Linked DNA regions of Mus musculus: region 2 is linked to region 1. A link is a contact called in public HiChIP or PLAC-seq data. All regions are on one chromosome and are shown on one strand. The core of a region is the stretch at or near the end of the contact, and the rest is flanking DNA. Distances in the headings are between cores, read along the strand shown. Region 1 has its middle 17 kb from the start of A730006G06Rik. Region 2 holds the start of B430306N03Rik (RIKEN cDNA B430306N03 gene).

The links. HiChIP or PLAC-seq counts read pairs in DNA pulled down with a chosen protein or histone mark.
Region 2: an H3K4me3 HiChIP or PLAC-seq map of the 230-238 cell line shows a contact between it and region 1, with 6 times the contacts expected there. The contact joins the promoter of B430306N03Rik here to the enhancer-like site in region 1. A contact is called at or near these places in 3 of 15 datasets of contacts at CTCF or cohesin (the NIH/3T3 cell line, large pre-B cells and pro-B cells), 8 of 484 Hi-C or Micro-C datasets (bone marrow-derived macrophages, differentiating embryonic stem cells, dorsal root ganglion neurons and 4 more), 4 of 115 datasets of contacts at active chromatin or transcription factors (the 230-238 cell line, bone marrow-derived macrophages and pro-B cells) and 3 of 9 other capture datasets (adipose tissue, embryonic stem cells and liver).

What each region holds. Positions count from the first base shown.
Region 1 is chr17:48,105,300-48,108,851 of GRCm38.p6, reverse strand. It overlaps a transcript of 9830107B12Rik not described here. Among named protein-coding and RNA genes, the nearest start is that of A730006G06Rik, 17 kb to the right of the region's middle. Within about 2 kb of position 1,626, at least 29 of the 459 cell types and tissues checked have an H3K27ac peak or open chromatin away from gene starts, as enhancers often do. A contact at or near this core is called in the 230-238 cell line and pro-B cells, where this site is marked.
Region 2 is chr17:48,314,502-48,318,053 of GRCm38.p6, reverse strand. It overlaps B430306N03Rik (RIKEN cDNA B430306N03 gene), which reads right to left and starts at 1,892. Exons shown (of 6, transcript NM_177083.4): 1 at 1,569-1,892; 2 at 1,012-1,323. The coding sequence starts at 1,626.

The DNA of each region.
Region 1 (3,552 bases), core at 377-2,876:
GTAGACCTTGAAGCTGGCTCTGTCCTCTTGCTGTTCCTTTGCATCATCCTCAAGGACCCTGGGTCTCTGTGCACTCACACACCATCCTCCCCAGCCCCTGGCCTCTCTGTTCCTTAACTCTTTCTTTGGTCATCTTCCTGCCCCACCCCACCCCCATTCAGAAGGTCAGAATGAGTGACCGCCCACTTTAAGCCCAGCCCAGCCGCCACCAGCCTCTCTGATTGGATCCCCTTAACTGCATGCTCTTGAACCCCATGGGGACTCATGACCTCTCTAATCCTGCCACCTCACACATTGGTGCTTTTCCTGGAACTCTGTGATCCAACCTCAGAGACACTCTACAACGTGTATGTAGCCTCAATTCCTGGGCCCCTCTCCCCTTTTGTTGAAGTTTCTGGTAACAGTTGGAAACATGGCTCCATAGAAGACAGCTTGCCTGACTTTCATAAAGAGCTGGAATCAGTCCCCAAGAAGGAAGGAAAAAATGTTAGCACAAGAAAAGACGTTTAATGTCACAAGTTTATTATGCACATGACAGGAAAGGAAAACAAATAACCCTAACACAGTGAGATTTTATTCCTATTTGCTGAGCAGGGGTAACACTTTGTGGGGATTCTGGGAAAGGTGCTGGTCTTAGAGCAGATGAGAGCCTGTGGAAAGGAATTCCTTGGCAGGCTCTGCACCTCTCGTGGCCTCTTCTGAGGCACAGATGATCTCTTTAGTCATGACACTCTGGGGAGAGGAGCGATGCCAGGGGCTGCCCCTGGAGACTGTTAGAGCACAGGTTCAGAGACCGCCCTCTCCACATCTCCTCACCCGGGGCGCCCTCTATCTGAAGTCCCAGTTTCCAGCCTGCCTGTATATTTGACAGTGGTGTCTCCTCACCCTCTCTATCACATCAACAACGCAAATGGACCACATCCAGGTACAGGTACACAGTGGCTCAGTGGCTGGGACAGGCCTCTGTTCCCTGTGCATAGTCCCTGAGCATTCATGCTGCATAAATGTGAGCTCAGGCTGAGGAAGGAGACTTGAGACACATGTGTGTGTGTGTGTGTGTGTGTGTGTGTGTGTGTGTGTGTATTACATATAATTTGGTCACACTTATTTGCTATGCAGCAAGGAGTGCTTTCTTTAGAGATGTCTAATGAATTATTTAAGGACAAAATGTCAGGATATGTGCTGCGGTTTATTTTAAAATACTTCTGCATTTAAAAAAAAATGCAAGAAGTTAAAAATACAGAAGTGAGAGGTGCACCTGGTCCCTGAGCTCCGGAGACAAAGCCCAAGCATCCTGCTCCTCTATGCTAATTAGACAGACGACCTGCCCCAGTGGGTATTACAGAGACGGGCCCCATTGAGTCAGCTACAGATCAGAAGAACACACTGCCTCTCCAGCCACCTCATGCATCTCTCTCTCTCTCTCTCTCTCTCTCTCTCTCTCTCTCTCTCTCTCTCCCTTTCCCTCTCTTCCCCCACTCATCCCCACTAGTAGCCCTAGATGGCTCAGAACTCTCTAGGTAGACCAGGCTGACTCCTCAAAGTCACAGACGGCTGTCTGCCTCTGATTCCCCAGTGCTAGGATTAAAAGGCTGAGCAACCGCTGGACGTGAGCGGTCCAGCTCCACATCTGCCTCCTGGGTTGGCCTGAGGAACAGCACAGCTGAGGAGCTTCTGGGCTCCTGCACAGCTAATGTCTCCCTTCCAAAGCCTACTGATGTAGCCATGGCTCACGCTGCCCTGAACTTACCATTGCTCAGCAGACCTCTGAAGTGGTAAACATTCTCCCACAGAACTTCCTAGGGCGTTTTCAATCTCTTCTTTTGGCAAATTATGCATGAACATTAATAAGGGAAAGATGGGTCTAATTCTCTCGCCTTTTTTTTTTTTTTTTTTTTTTTTTTTGCTTTTTCAGCAAGTAACTCTGATGCATTGGCAAGGGGGACTGAGAAAGCTAGTGGTCCAGCCAGGCTTCCTGGGTAAGGCTGCTCCACTGAGCCAACGCCATTACTTCCATCCCAGGCCCCCACCCCAGCCCCATCTTTGTTCTTTACTCCTGGGTAGAAACCATGCCTGGTCATGAACATGATCTTGGATATAGTGAGATTTCCACCTCCTGTCTACCTTCTCCTCCCCTCCCTTCCTTTCCAGTCCCATGCCTGTCAGGTATTACAAAGAGTGCTAAGGAATTTGTCACAGTGTACATATACCTGTCCTCCTGTCAGCCTGTCTGTCCTTCTAGGGCAGATGGACAAAACCAGGGCCCAGGAAAGGGCAGGGGGAAATTGAGTGGACCACAGTTCATTTCCACAAACTTGCCTGGGGACTGAGAGAAGAATCTAGGCAAAGAGATGACAGAAAACCTAGATGTTTCCTGAGGCTTCTGAGGAGAGTCAGAACTGAGACACCTCGGGGCCCAAGGGTACTCGACGAAGTTGGAGGGAAAGGCCTCCTAACCTCCCCTCCCCTTTACCTGTTTCTTCAGAGAACATTCCCAGGCCACCCACTTTCTACAACAAGGCCTTGAGCCTGTTTCAAATCCTCCGCCTCAGATAGGCTCAGGAGCTCTGAGGAGCCAGGCCCAACTCCCAAGGATGACATCACTTCCTTAGCCCCTCACTCAAGGAGAGGGGCTGCCTGGTGGGAAGACATCTCTCCTATTGCTTTATCTGCCCTGTGTAGGCACTGAGAACAGATGCAGGCTGAAGAGAAAAACAGGCAGGACAGAGGAGCACAGAGCAGAAGAGAGGGGCTATGTAGCAAAGGCCCAACAGGTTATTCTGCTGTGGGCCGCAGCCCTGCAGCCCCCTAACCTGAGGACTGAGGAGATACAGATGAGCCTAAGGAGAAGAATACGTTGCTATGGTCAGGGTTCTAGACACACGGGAAGATGGGCATGTCCCCACAACCAGAGAGTAACCAGCCCCAAACATACAGCAGGAGTGCATGCCTCCCGCGGGAACCACAGACTTGTATCTGGCTCCACAGCTCTGTTGAGCTCCAAGGGGTGAGGAAGGGCCTCTTGATTAAACCTAGTCTTCACCAATTCCTCTGCCTAACTATGCAGCTTGTCCTAGAGAGCCCCTGCCTCCAACTCCTTAGATCAGGAGTGTAAGCATACTTAGCCATGCCCGGCTATTTATGTGGATGCTAGGGATTGGACTGGGGTTTTCGTGTTTACACAGCAAAGCCCTTTACCTGTTTCGTCATCTCTGTCCCCTGAAAATCAATTCATACATATGTCAAAAGATACCATAGAAGGTATATTTAAGGTAAGATTACTTACGATGCTATCCGAAATGCAAAGGAAGCTATGGAGTCAGTAGACAAGAGGCAACAACTGGGTAGAAGAAGTAGATAGAAGCTGCCGTCCAAAGAAATGTATGCAGAAAGTTCACAGGTGAAAGACAAGATCAACTTTAGCAGTAAATGGGAAATGCAAATTAAATACAACAATGAAACGATCATTCTGCACCCATCAAATTAATAACGATTTCAAAGACGGGCTATTCCAAGTGGGCATGGGGATTGTGGGAAAATTCACAGTCACAG
Region 2 (3,552 bases), core at 643-3,142, 210 kb before region 1:
GTGGCAAGCATTTTATTGTCTGGATCGTCTCCCCAGTCCTGTGCCCACTGTGTTTGAAGATGTAGGAAGGTCAGCACCTACTGCCTCCACGGCATGAGATGTGCCTGGGCCAAAACTTTCAGAAAAACAGCCTCCAGGCACCCACTGAGCAAAAGTGCGGGGCATGTGCTACTGCAGCAGGAAAGCCCTGGGACTGGGATTGCGAACATATGGACATCATGTATGAATGCAGATGAAAGTCCCAAGCCACTGCAGTCTTCAGCATGAAATACACGGAAGACTCAAGATCAGCAGCAGTACTCTGGACCACTGTCTGAGAGCTCAAGAGCTCTCGCTTGTCAAGGGCAGAGCCCCGAAGAGAACTCACATCTGCCAGCCTCCCCGACGAAGCCTCAAGTCGGCCTCACTTTCTACCTGTCTCCTCTGAGTCCACATCTCTCAGTGCCCTGCCCACTGGCTATGAGATCTCTCCACCGCCCCTGGAGAGAGGGTTTCTGATGGGATTACAGGCAACGGGTGTTCAGGAATGGAAGGCTGTGAATGCATGGGGGAACTCTGAGATCCAGCCAAAGAAATAGATTTCTGTTAGCAGCAACGAGGCAAAAGTGTTCAGAGAAACCAGTAAGAACCAGCCAGAGGCCAGCAAGCTTGGGGTTCAGCTGGCCACTGGCTTTAAGCGGCTGGTGGCCTTAGGGGAGGGGCCATTCTTCTCTACGCCAGTTTTCAGCAACTAGAGCAGTGATTTTTCAGTCTTCCTAATGCTGTGACACTAAGACAGTTCCTCATGCTGAGGTGACCCCTAATCACAAAAGTATTTTGTTGCTACTCTGTAACTGTAATTTTGTAACTATTATGAATCATAATGTAAATATCTGATATGAGACCCCTGTAGGGCTCTTGACCCACAGGTTGAGAACGTCTCTACTAGAGGAAGCTGTTTCTTGAGTCCTCTCCAACTCTGGAGCCTTGCAACTCAGGAAGGCCGAGAGCCACATGGAAGGGGAAGCTCACCTTTTGACACCACCAGGTGAATACTTCTGAGATAAATTATCCTGGTATTTACAGCGATCCCACAGTGATAGATGCCCGAGTCACTCATCTTGAGCTTAGTCATGGTGACAGTGAAGAAGTTGAAGCGAGAAGACTGCTGGATGAGGAATCTTGGCTTCTCGGCACTTTTGCTGACGAAGAGGTAACACAAGTTGTCTATTTGCTTACACCAGATCTTCTCATCGGAGTGGTAGAGCGAATCATACCAGCATGTCAAAGAAACAGTCTCACCCTCCTGTGCTCGAAGTAACTCTGGTTTCTGTGTCCAGGAGCCTGGGAATAAATGTTTCATGTCAGAGAGCCCCCATCCTCTGCAGCAGCAGGAGGAGATGGGTTCCCTTCTCAGGGAGAGAGAGACCCTCTGTGTGTCTATGCTCAGAACTTGTTGCAGGCAGCGGCTGGCCACAGCCCCCCATGTACTCTGCCCTCACAAGCACAGAGCCCCATTGTGCACACCTCCTGTCCCCTGCCCTCTCTTCAACCTGGTTTTTTCCCTCTGTCCTTGTCCCTGTCCTCACCTGAGGCCAGGAGCAGCAGCAGCACTGGGGAGAGCAGGTATGTGGGCTCCCAGGCCATCACTGAGTCCTCCTGAGCTGTGATGTTGAGCAAGAAAGGAGGGGCGCTCTGAAGAGAGAAGAGCAACCCTGGGCAGGATTCAGGAGCCACCACAGCCAGTTCTGCAGGAGCTGCTAAGGAAGGCAGAGACCTCTGTGGATGAGAGAGAAGCTGGGCAAGGCCTGTGCAGTCCTGTGGATCCTCCAGCTACAGCCCTGCTCTGAACTAGATGAAAGCTCTCAGAGACTCTGATCTCCTGCCTCACAAGGCCAGGCCTGAGGAGAGCTGAGAACACCCAGGAGGAAAGTGAAGTAAGAGAATTCTCATTTCTCCTCCCCGGCCAGTTCCGCCACTTCCTCTTTAGCTTAAAGTCTCTGTTCTCCACCCAAGATGCACCCACAGAAGGCAGGTGACAGAGTCAGAGGCCCTTTGGAGACCTGGCTAGAACTCTAAGCCCTGCTTGCCCTCAGGTTAGACCCTCCTACCAGCCCACCTGTCACATGTGGAGCAGAGGCCATGAGAGGAAAGGAGATGGGCATTTATTCTCAGGAATGGAGGAGCAAGGGAGTGGGCAGGAGCCTGGTCAGGGTGGGGGATGGGAAAGCTGGGCATGAAGGAAGACTTCAGAATGGGGGAAGGGAAAGGGGAGCCCCAGGCCCTATGTTACCCCACACACCCAGTTTCCCAACATGCCACATTCACTGCTAAGAATTTGATGTATTCATTAAACATTTTAAAAATAGTTGTCACAGGACAGTGAGATGCTTCAGCAGGTAAGGACACGTGCTACCCAGACTGAGAACCATGACCCACAGGCTAAAATGTGAGACTCAATTCCCAACAGCAGTGTGCTCGATTCCACACAGAAAAAAAAAAACTTAAAGTAAATAAATATGCATGTCAGTGCATGCACTATGAAATATCAATAGCTACAGGCTGTTCCCAGTTATCAGATAAGTAAGGAGAAAACCAGGCATGATGGTGCCTGACTATCATCCTAGAACTTAGGAGGCAGAGGCAGGAGGATGGAGAGGTCATGTTTATCCTTGGCTACGTAGCAAGTTCAATCAGGGCTACATGAGGCCTGTAGGCAGCCGGCCTAACCCTAAAAGATGGCGCCGGTCTCCGGTACACCCTCACCATAAACAACACTACTGCGCAGGCGCTAGCCCGAATCTGGCGCCAACCCCTCCCAAGCGGGTGCATGCAAATTAAAGTGCCGGCAGACTGACCAATCCCAGGAGGACACATAGCCCTCCCCAGTGCTGGGGTGTATATAAGCAGTCCTCCCTGGGTTCCCGGGGTTCCCTTAGCATTGAGGCGTTCCTGCAATAAAGCTGTTGAGAGGAATCCGACCGTGTTGTGTTTTTCCTTGCCGGACAAGGTGAGCACAACAGAGGCCCTGTCTCAAATAAACAAATAAATAAAAATAAAATGTAAAAACCTGTAATAGTGGGGAACCTTTAAATGGAAATGCAGGGTTTCAGGTAGGATGCCAGGGAGCAAGGGCTGAAGCCGATGGGCACAGGACTTGTGAAAGGCTCTGCGGAAGAACGGGACAGAGGAATGAGCGTTGTGCAGGCACTGGGGAAGTGCAGGTCACCCTGGGAGGAGGCCTGAGAAGTGGGAAAGTCTTTAATCAAGTTGGCAAAGGGATGCCAAGCCTTTAGATACCAGAATCAATCAGCCAGTGGCAAGACAAGGTGTCTAGGGGTGAGTTGGGCCTTGGCAGGTTGACATTCTGCAGCTGAAGGGCTAGCTAGGTGACTCCTCACCACTCCCAACATGAAGCAGGAAGTCCGAGGATGCTGAGGGCAGACCTGCAGCATCCTTCCCAGTGAACAGAGCAAGGCAAGCCTTCTGCAGCCACTGTGTAAACTCTATGGGAGAGTGCACAACTGTGGCCGCAGGGTTATTTCACCTGCTCCTTGCATGTAAGACAACCAG